Regions from separate parts of the Sus scrofa genome. Here region 1 is linked to region 2. A link is a contact called in public HiChIP or PLAC-seq data. All regions are on one chromosome and are shown on one strand. Each heading gives the region's core, a stretch centred on a gene start, on an enhancer-like site or on the middle of the called end of the contact. The rest is flanking DNA. Distances are from core to core; before and after follow the strand shown.

The links. HiChIP or PLAC-seq counts read pairs in DNA pulled down with a chosen protein or histone mark.
Region 1: a contact with region 2 is called in an H3K27ac HiChIP or PLAC-seq map of skeletal muscle. The contact joins two enhancer-like sites. A contact is called at or near these places in 1 of 47 Hi-C or Micro-C datasets (heart right ventricle) and 1 of 2 datasets of contacts at active chromatin or transcription factors (skeletal muscle).

The regions. Positions count from the first base shown.
Region 1 is chr1:111,215,413-111,219,891 of Sscrofa11.1, forward strand. The region is part of intron 1 of RORA (nuclear receptor ROR-alpha); the gene reads left to right. Among named protein-coding and RNA genes, the nearest start is that of ICE2, 270 kb to the right of the region's middle. Within about 2 kb of position 1,334, at least 22 of the 83 cell types and tissues checked have an H3K27ac peak or open chromatin away from gene starts, as enhancers often do. A contact at or near this core is called in skeletal muscle, where this site is marked.
Region 2 is chr1:111,035,685-111,040,786 of Sscrofa11.1, forward strand. The region is part of intron 1 of RORA (nuclear receptor ROR-alpha); the gene reads left to right. Among named protein-coding and RNA genes, the nearest start is that of RORA, 320 kb to the left of the region's middle. Within about 2 kb of position 3,362, at least 6 of the 83 cell types and tissues checked have an H3K27ac peak or open chromatin away from gene starts, as enhancers often do. A contact at or near this core is called in skeletal muscle, where this site is marked.

The DNA of each region.
Region 1 (4,479 bases), core at 84-2,583, 180 kb after region 2:
GAGTTAATTAGTGAGTTTGTGCTCACTAGTCGATTCAGACTCCTTTGCTATAGAATTCGATTTCTCCTCTCTGGAAACAGAGTCCCTCATTCCACAAACTTAATTCAAGTGGGCAATCCACAGTATAAAGTTAAAATAATAATCCGAATTATTTTTGCAACGCCACCAAGGGAGGTTTTTAGGACCACATGTTGGAGATGGTCTAGTAGGTTTAAGTGTCCAGTTAATTGTACCACCCTCCATTTCATCTTGTCTGTCCACACGTAGACTTAGTGAGAAATAGTCACGCACAGTGAACCCAAGCCTGAAATCTTTACCTCTTCCGGAAAGCCACTAGAAGCTTCTCTCTCCTTGAGTTTCTGTTTCAAAAGGTTTCAGTTTTCTCTTGGGAAAGGCTACCAGGAGTCTGGATCACTGATCATAGGTAGTTTAAGGTCAGAATGTTTTCTCTCTCCCCCCTTCCAACTTTTAACCATGTTTATACAGAGAGTTCTAAGCCTAGAATTTATGATTCTCAAGGCTCATAAACCACTCTCCACCCACCATAGAGTTGTAAGCTGTGACTGTGCACAGCTGCAAGGCATACCTGCCATGTTCAGCATCTGAAAAGCTACATACAACTGGGCGGCAAGCTGGAAAATCAAACTTCCATTCATTAAAAAAAAATAATAATAAAATAAAATAAATGCACATGGCCCACCACCCCGACAGCTGGCAGCCTATATTTTTCCAGCTGGGTTTTAGCTTAACACCTTTTGGGATGTTGTCCTCCAAAAGGATATATTTGTGCTTTTCACATCTGACTTTTGGTTTTTAAAAAATGGAGCCCAGAGACTGTGTTGGACACATACTTCTAAATCCATGAAGGCTTAGTCTACAGAAGCCACAGGAAATACTATGATATTTTGGAAAAGGTCGAGTTTCATAGATTCTGTAAGGCACTCAGCAGTTGTAATTATTTCTTTTATTTAAAAGCCCTCCAGATATTTTTTTCCAGAGGGTCTCTGCAATTGAGGGCAGCAGACATTTTTTTCATACTGTACATTCTTTTTGGCCAAGTGCTGGAAATACACAGGAAATAAAGTGGTTTTGGAAGATCCAGCAGAGGCCAGGCCAAGGCATGAAGTCACCGAAACGAAATGGGAAATCTCCAAATCAGCAGCATCAGGTTTTGGCTGCCTTTGTTCCCCTCCTTGTGCAGGAGGGAAAAAATGAACAGGTGAACACACTGATCTGTTGTGTGCTAACAGAAACCAAATGTCACTACGTCCACAGGCCCGGCTCAGCAGCTGGAATCGCTCAAGAGCTTGAGACACAGGCCGACAAGACAGATGCATCGAGGCGGCCAGGAAAGTGGAATGAGTTGCCTGTGTCTTAATTCAAGGTCTTGGTGCTGCTTTGGGCCCTGATTCCTGCTGGCCTGGCTCAGGGCGAGGGCAGAACTGGCCAGGCCGAGGCAAAGAAAAGCAGGCCAGCTCCTTGTCGCACCAGCCTCTGGGCCGCCTCTCAGGAAAATCCGTTGCAAGGACTCTTGCCTTAAACCAAGGAGAGAATGAGCCAGGCCTTTGGTCTCAGCTACTAAAAACAACAAGGCAGGATCAGATTCTGAGGCAGCAGGTAGACATGTGTCTGGCTTCCTTTCCATAGGGAGGTACAGCTCTTTGGAGGAACAGAGACATACAGGGAGAGACCTCCATGAGGGGCGGGCCCCTGGCTCTCGCCAAGCCATTGCCTCCGCGGTTGGTTGGATGGGATTCCATTGGAATCCTGGAAAGCAGAGAAAACTCCCCTGGAAACAAACTTGGATTGTGCAAGGCCCTCACTCGTCACTGTCTCATTCAGATTCTTTGGGGCTGCTTTGGGCTGAGTAGGGTTAATTTTGAGCAGAAAGGGAAAGAACTGCAGCCAGCATGAATGAAGTGCTCCCAGGACAAGTCACAAAATGGCCTTTCAGAGAACTCTGTCCATTGAGAGGGGAGCCAGCGGGTGAAGTCACCATCAGCACAGGGCGTGGTGGCTGAGCACAGGCTGGATTCAACAGAATCCTGGCCTGGGCCCATCACGCCCTCCAGCATTTCCATTTAATCAGTGGTGGAGGCCCTGGGTGAAATGAGGTAGGGAAGTTGTGCAGTTCCCAGTAGATTTCCAAGGACTGAGTTTATTCCTCCCTGGCTCCCAAGACAGAGGACATACCAGGAAGGGGTAGAGAGGACTTGCTTATAGCCCTGGGCAGAATCAGTCCTGGCCCCATGCCAGCTGCCATTGTTATCATTAGTTACAGTAAGTAAGTCACTGAATATGCTGCCATATAAGAGGTCATACCAAGGGATGATGTGGGTAGCTCTTTACAGGTCACAGAGTATGCTCATACGTACTTATTTGATCCTCCCAGAAGCCCAAGGTGCAGGCAGGTGTCACCACCATTGCTCACGGTGTAACGTGAGGACACAGAATTCAGGGAGTGACGTGTCCTGGGTCACACAGCTAGTAGGATAGTGAACCAGGACTCGAATTCAGCCTCCTACCTGAGAGCTTTTAGATGCCTCCTGGGGTATAACCAGATCAGCTACATGGATATGGATCCCTGCCCTCTGGAAACTGAGAGCTCAAGGCAAACAACACAGGTTTTTAGATGTAACCCGTATAAAACGAAGCTGCCTTGTGTCCCCAGTGTTAGCACAGTGTCACTTCCAAAGAAGCACATATTTACTTCCAAAAAAAATTTTATAGCAATTTGCATCTTTATTATAGTTTTTCAGAAAATGCTAGAGGAAGGATTTCATCTATAAACTTATAGCAGGAGTTCCCGTCTTGGCACAGTGGTTAGCGAATCTGACTAGGACCCATGAGGTTGCGGGTTCGATCCCTGGCCTTGCTCTGTGGGTTAAGGATCCGGCGTTGCCATGAGCTGTGGTATAGACACGGCTCGGATCCCATGTTGCTGTGACTCTGGCATAGGCCAGCAGCTACAGCTCCGATTAGACCTCTGGCCTGGGAACCTCCATATGCCATGGGAAGCAGCCCTAGAAAAGGCAAAAAAAAAAGACAAAAGAAAAAAAAAAGCTTACAGAAGATTTCCTGAAAAATCTCTTAATCTAGCTCCCCAAAATGCCACCCATCACCAACAACTATCCTAATCACTCCCCTTCCTCAAAAAAGTTAAGAATCAGTAGCTTCTGATTCTTAACTTTTCCTGACCTACCTCTTACCTTCCAAACCTATCATTACATCTTCTATGGGTCTGGTTTCACGAGTGTGAACCAGTCAAACAGTCTCAGCTCCTTTTGGTCTCCTTCATCCTCAGTCCATTACTCTCATTGGAATAATCAGGCCCAGGATTACATTGAACTGAGGTTATCTTCTCCGTGGAGGGCAGGAGGGAGACAGAGGCTGTGACTCTTATTTTCCTGGTCACACATGCATGACATGGAGACCTTTAAGCCAAAGCAGGAGGTGCATAAGCTGTGTCTGGCAGGACTTCCCACTAGATTTGGGCTTACAATCAGACTCATGCCAAATAATATTGGGCAGGAGGATGGGCAGATTTGCTCACTAGGCTTACTTACACTTCTTTTGTCAACATCAGTCACCCTTTACACAAGCCAATGTTTCCCACCCTTGCTAGACTCAGCAAAGTGATAGCAGGATTGAAGTTCACTCATCTTCCACTTCACAGTAGGTATCTTACTTCTGTTTGCTGTTTTCTTATGACAGTCTTAGTCAAGCTTAAGTTTTCTGCCTAAGCATAAAAATCATCTTTTCAGGGTAGGCCTGTAAAAGGATGGATTAATGAGTAGCAACTTGCTCTTTGCTGTGTTAATTATCCTTGTCTTTGTCTGTGTGCTAGAGACACTATAGGTCAAGAGTAAATGCAGTCAGGGAAAGAGGTGGATCATGTAAAAAGTTACCTCTGTGTAGTGGGGTTTGTGTGATTTGTTTACATTCTTCAGGTAAGTTTCTGCATTTCCAAATCTGTTTAGTGTGATCATCTGACATTCTTAGAATTAAAGTTACTTTCACTTTTAAAAGAATAAGAGCATTCTTTCACTGGGAAGGGTAGCAGAGAAGGGACACCTAGCAGAGTAGGGACACTTAGCAACTTGAGGGCTGTTGGAGACAATAATTCTTGGAGATATATACATTTCATAGGTATATAAATATATGGGTATATATTTAATATGTGTATGTATGTGTGTATATATAGATATATATAGATTTTTTTTTTCCTCCCCGTTGGGGCCATCGGGATCATTTGCATTTCTCCCTAATCAATCTAGAATGGCTTCCTAGAGGAGGTTGGATTTAGGAGTTACATAAATGCTGTGAGAGAAACTTTTGTTCAGCTGTGGGGGAGGGAACTAGAAGGCAGCATTCTGAGGAAGCTTGGCAAGGGGTGGCATGTTGGTTCCCCAGGAGATTTGCACAGTTGGTCTGAGCATGTGGAGGTGGGGTCAGCTGTGGCCATGCAGGAAGTGGGGA
Region 2 (5,102 bases), core at 2,112-4,611:
GAAAATAATTCATAAGATAAAAAATTTAGTGAAATCCTTCTTGACATTTGGCAGACTTGAAGATTTGCCAGTATTCTAATAGTTGGCGTCATCCTTCTTTCCTTTCAAAGGATGAAAAGTAGCTATTGCCATTGACCATGGCTTATTACAAACCCCAAGGAATGGGCTTCTCCTCTGGGTTAGGAGAGGAGCTTGACACCTGTAGCTCCCAAACTTTTCTTCCTGGAAGTCCAGTCTGGGTGCTAGGAAAGCTTGGAGACCCTTTTGGAGAGACCTGAAATGGGTGGCCTACTGTTGACAGCTCCTGGTGACAGCGATTGATTGTGAGTGACACAGTAGAAGGAAACATTGGTGTCAGTTACAAGTAGGATGGGTTCAAGCCCCATTTTCAAGGTTATTACTTGACCTTGAAAATAATAATGCTGAAACTCTGCTTCCTTCTCTGTAAGAGTAAGGGTGATGATGGCAATTTGGGAGAAAAATTAGAAAAAAGTGCACTAGAAGGATGATCGAGGTGGATGATAAAATGATAGCTAGCTAGATCCCAACACTGGGCACACTGCAGGTGTCCAGGAGCTGTCAGCTGCTTTTCTTTTATCAAAGTTTTTGTAGTTCTCTCCCCACACTGCACAGCTCTAAGGTCTCCAGAAGTCTTTTGTTCTGCTTCTGACTCTTCTGGATATAATGCTTTGTGGGGCAAGATGGTGTTTCTGGCTGATAAAGGGAAACTGTCTCTCATTTCTTTTCCCTAAAACTGAAATTTTCTCCTCTTGCACGTCTCATGTGAATAGAGCTGGAGGGCATGGTACGTTCTGGAAGCTTTTATTTCCTGTGTCATTGAACTCCAAAGTTTGAGATTACTATTTATTTATATGTATGATAAGTTGGTAGCCCCACCTCCACCCAGAAATTTTATGATGAAAGCACACGTACCAAAAGATCAAAACAGGAGTCCCCACTGTGGCACAGTGGGCTAAGAAACTGACTGCAGCAGTTTGGCTCATTGTGGAGGCACACGTTCGATCCCTGGCCAGGGAACTTCCATGTGCTGTGGCCATAAAATTTAAAAAAAAGATCAAAGCAATTTACCTAACGTAAAACGCAGGTATCGAGTGAAAGAGAGGAAAGGAAAATTATAGTGAAAACTCCTCCCTGAGGAAAATGTGAGCAAAGGAGCCCACAATGTAGCTCTGAGCCTCCTGGCAGCCAGGAGAAAAGGGAAATCATTGTGGGCTGGAGTGTTGCCTTTATCTCGTGGTAGGAGGCAGTTCAGTTCAGGAGGAGCAAAGGTCTGTCTGCTCTTGAGTCTTTACATTAGGTTACTTAAAAAGGCAAGGAAAAAAAATGATCTCAGAGCAGCGTTAATCATGGATGCAGAGACACGCCCCATCCAGCTATTATTTTTTAGTCTGGTCTGTTTGACAGCATCAACAACTCCTCCCTTGAGACAGAGTTGCATCGTGGAAAATCACCTGGCAGTGACGGGTGTGCACTCCAGGCCTGGCCCTGCCATTTATCTGCTGTGTGTCTTTGGCCCACACATTCACCTTCTCTGGGCCCTGGGTTTCTTCTCTGAGTGAGGGCGCCCTTACCATTCTAAGCAGTGCTTCTCTTTTTCTGCAGGTGACCGGTGGGGAAGCATCCAAGGGCTGGGAACTGTCACGTTGGGTGGGTTTCTCTTCCCCATGCCTCCCTCTTACAAACAATAAGAGCAGCCTCAGAGGTGTCAGCTGAAGGGGATGCAGAGGAATGGGCAAGGAGGACACTGCTGCCCAGAAAACCAGACCTGGGATTATTTTTGTTTTAGGTGGGAGAGGAGAGGGGTAGGGTGGTGCATGCCCAGTACATGTTGTATGAGCCGCATGCCTTTCATAGCATCCCTAATATGTAGAATCCACCATCTCCTCTCCTGGTGTCCTTTCTCCAACTTATATCCCCTGGTCCCATACAGCACATGACCATTCAGGCAGTAATTCAGCCCCATGATGCCTCTGCGCCGTCAGCCCAAGCAAAGGTTCTCTGAGTTTCATCACTCACTGCTTCACAGGTTGGTATTTCCCTCCTGTGCCCTGGCTTAGAGGCGAGCCTGGAATGGCTCAGCGCTTGCACCCTAAAGCTCACACATCTCTTTCTGCCCCCTCCCTATCACCAGGGCACCCCAGTCATGCCCACAAACAGGATAAACCTGCACAACTGCATCGTCGCCTGCCAGAAGAAGATGAGAAAAATATTCCTGGTATCTCTGAGGTTCCTGCCTTTTCAATTGCAATGCAAAGGTGAAGTCCCTCATAATTTATGACCTCTCTTACAAGGCCTCAACTTCACATGTCACTAATGGGGAATTCCAGGGTAGCCAGTTGTTGGTGAACATACACCTCCAAAGTGCCTAGTTTCTACCTGGCAATTCCGATGATAATTACCATGAAATTATATAACTGCAAATTATCCTGCCATGTGAGTGGCATAAATATGTTCCTTCCCTGTGACAATCATTTTAAATGACAGGGCTAGCTAATGAGTAGCCATTGGAAATTCACCAGTGAGCTACCCAGGCAGTAACTTTCTCCTGAAGAGGGAAGATGGAGTTTGTTCTGCCTGGCTTGATGAAGGCCTCCGTGGAGACCTTGATGGGCCCTGTTCTTTCTGTTCTCCTGGTCCCTCCTCTTTGAATCTGGAAAGTGAGTCTCTGTGGAGTTGGCAGCAAGTACTTCTTAGAATGAAAGCAGAATTTGGCTTCCAAAGAGGATGAGTCTGGGCTTAGCCCTTGACGTGTTGTGTGATTTGAGGATGGTGCTTAATCCCTCTGAGCCTCGGTTTCCTCCTGGGTAAAATGAGAGTGATGTCGGATGCTGGGGGCACACACCCCCTAGGCTTGTTGTGAGGATTAGTTGGGGTTAGGCACATGGAGGGTGCAGTAAACCCTCGGCCATCTCCAAGGTTATCCTTGACCAGGGCCAGGAGGAAAACCCCACTTCTCAGGCCGTTCAGCTTCTGCCCTCTGAGGGCTGGGTCTGGTTCAGCTGGGTGTGAAGCATGGTCAAAGCAGAGACACAGTCATGCTGGTCACGCTTTGTCACTTGAGGGTGGCACGTTGAACCCAGCTCTGAACTTGGGCTATTTTTTTCTAAAGGGGGATTATAACTCTCATTTCCATGAGGAAATAAGGGGCTATACTTCAGATGCATGAGAGGAAGAGATTACACCCAAAGAAATTTAACTCCTGAGAGATTATGTTCTCAACCCTTGCCTTTAGCTGAGAAATACATCGGCCAAAAGCCAACAGTCTAGTAACCACTCCAGCTGTGTCACAGGAGGGCTTTGGTCTGGCAGCCAGAGCTGCCGCACAGCCACTTTTCCTACTTTCTCCCAGCGAGCTCTTCTTCTGGGTGCCCGGCTCAGGCAGGAACATCCCCTGAGGGAGAAAGTGGGACAGCATCCAGGAATTTCCTAGGAGTGTCTAACGCGAGACTCAGAGGACTTTCAAATAGAATCTGGCCAAGAAAGGCCACTTTCCTTAAGGCAGCAGATGAATGCTGCTACTCAGCTTGCTTTTCAACACACGTGAGGACTGCACCTTGACAAAAAGAAAGCTGCCTTTTGCAAATGATAGATTTATAGTCCAAAGTACTGCTAACTTGTAACCATAGTAACAAACAAAGCTATTACCTAAAATGGCTTCACCATGTGAAAGCAACAATTATATTAACCAAATTGGGGGTGGGTGGGGGGAGAAGGAAGTCTGATCAATGTGGAAGGGCCCAGAAAATTGGATTGAAAATGCATGACATTTTCCTAAATTACCCCTCTTTGGGGGAGGGGCCGGGATTCCAAGAATGAGGAGCGGTGATCGAGTTGGGCGCAGGCCCCACCAGGTGGCAGCATCTAGAAGTCGTTGAAGCAGCTCTTCCGTTGGTTTTTGGGCTCCGGAAGCCGGCTTAATACTTCAAGGCTTGATTTTTCAAGCACCAACCCCTCCCATCATCAATTCAGTGGGGACTTTCCCTGTCAACACTAACAATGTGGAAATGGCCCAAATTAGACTTTATTAAAGAGCGTGTCGATTGAGAAGTATTCTCGTTGCAGTAAACAGTGTGAGCTTAAACAGAACATCAGCGTGAGCTGATGAAGCCCTTGAATGGATGGTATAGATCAGGGCGTCCCATGGACTTAACTCTTAGTCTCTACCCAGATCCGTCCCTCTAAACTCTTTGTGCTGAGACATAGTCACACATTTGAATCATCTGGGAGGCTTTAAAACATTCTGATGCCTGGAGCCCACCCTCAGCATTTCTGATTAGTTGTATTAGGTATAGCCTGGGCATTGAGACTTTAAAAAAAATCCTCCAAGTGATTTAAATGATGTTTGCAAGGGTCAGACGGATAGGAAGCTATGTATTAAGATGGAGGTGACAGGAATTACTCACAGTTGGCATCTTTAGGAGCAGAAGGAATTGGAGACTGACTTTCTCATCGACTGCTTTCACTTGAGTTTGGCGATTGGTCTCTGTTTAATTATTGTACCTAGAAAATACCAGCTAAATAGCACAGAAAGTATCATCCTGAGGTTTCAGATTGCAGGCACATTGGCCATAGAATGTCAAGGAACCTGCCCTTGTTTCTCATCAACTGTAAATCTCAGCGTAGATGCCTCCAGTAAAATCCCTGACCAGTCAGATCTGTTCCTTTACAAGGCCAGGAAAATTACACAACACAGACACATCTGAGGGCATCTGAATATCTAGCTAGATCTTGTGTAATTGACCCAATCAGTCAAACAACACACACACACAGACACACACACACACACACACACACACACACACACACACACACACACAGACAGGGACAGCCCTGGGAAAAACATCAAGTAGGCAAAACTGCCTTTCTTCCCTGGCTCCTCCCTCCCGCAATTCCCACCCTTTTTCTCCTTTCACTCAGTTTTAGATGTGACATCATGGTGAATGAAAGAATGGATTAATCAGAGAAAGACACCCCTCAATCCCTTCATGGACAGAGCGTTCATCATGCAATAGACCAAACAGAGCTTTATTTCATTCCTTTCACAGCGTATTTGTCTGGAATCCATTATTATCTCTGTTTTA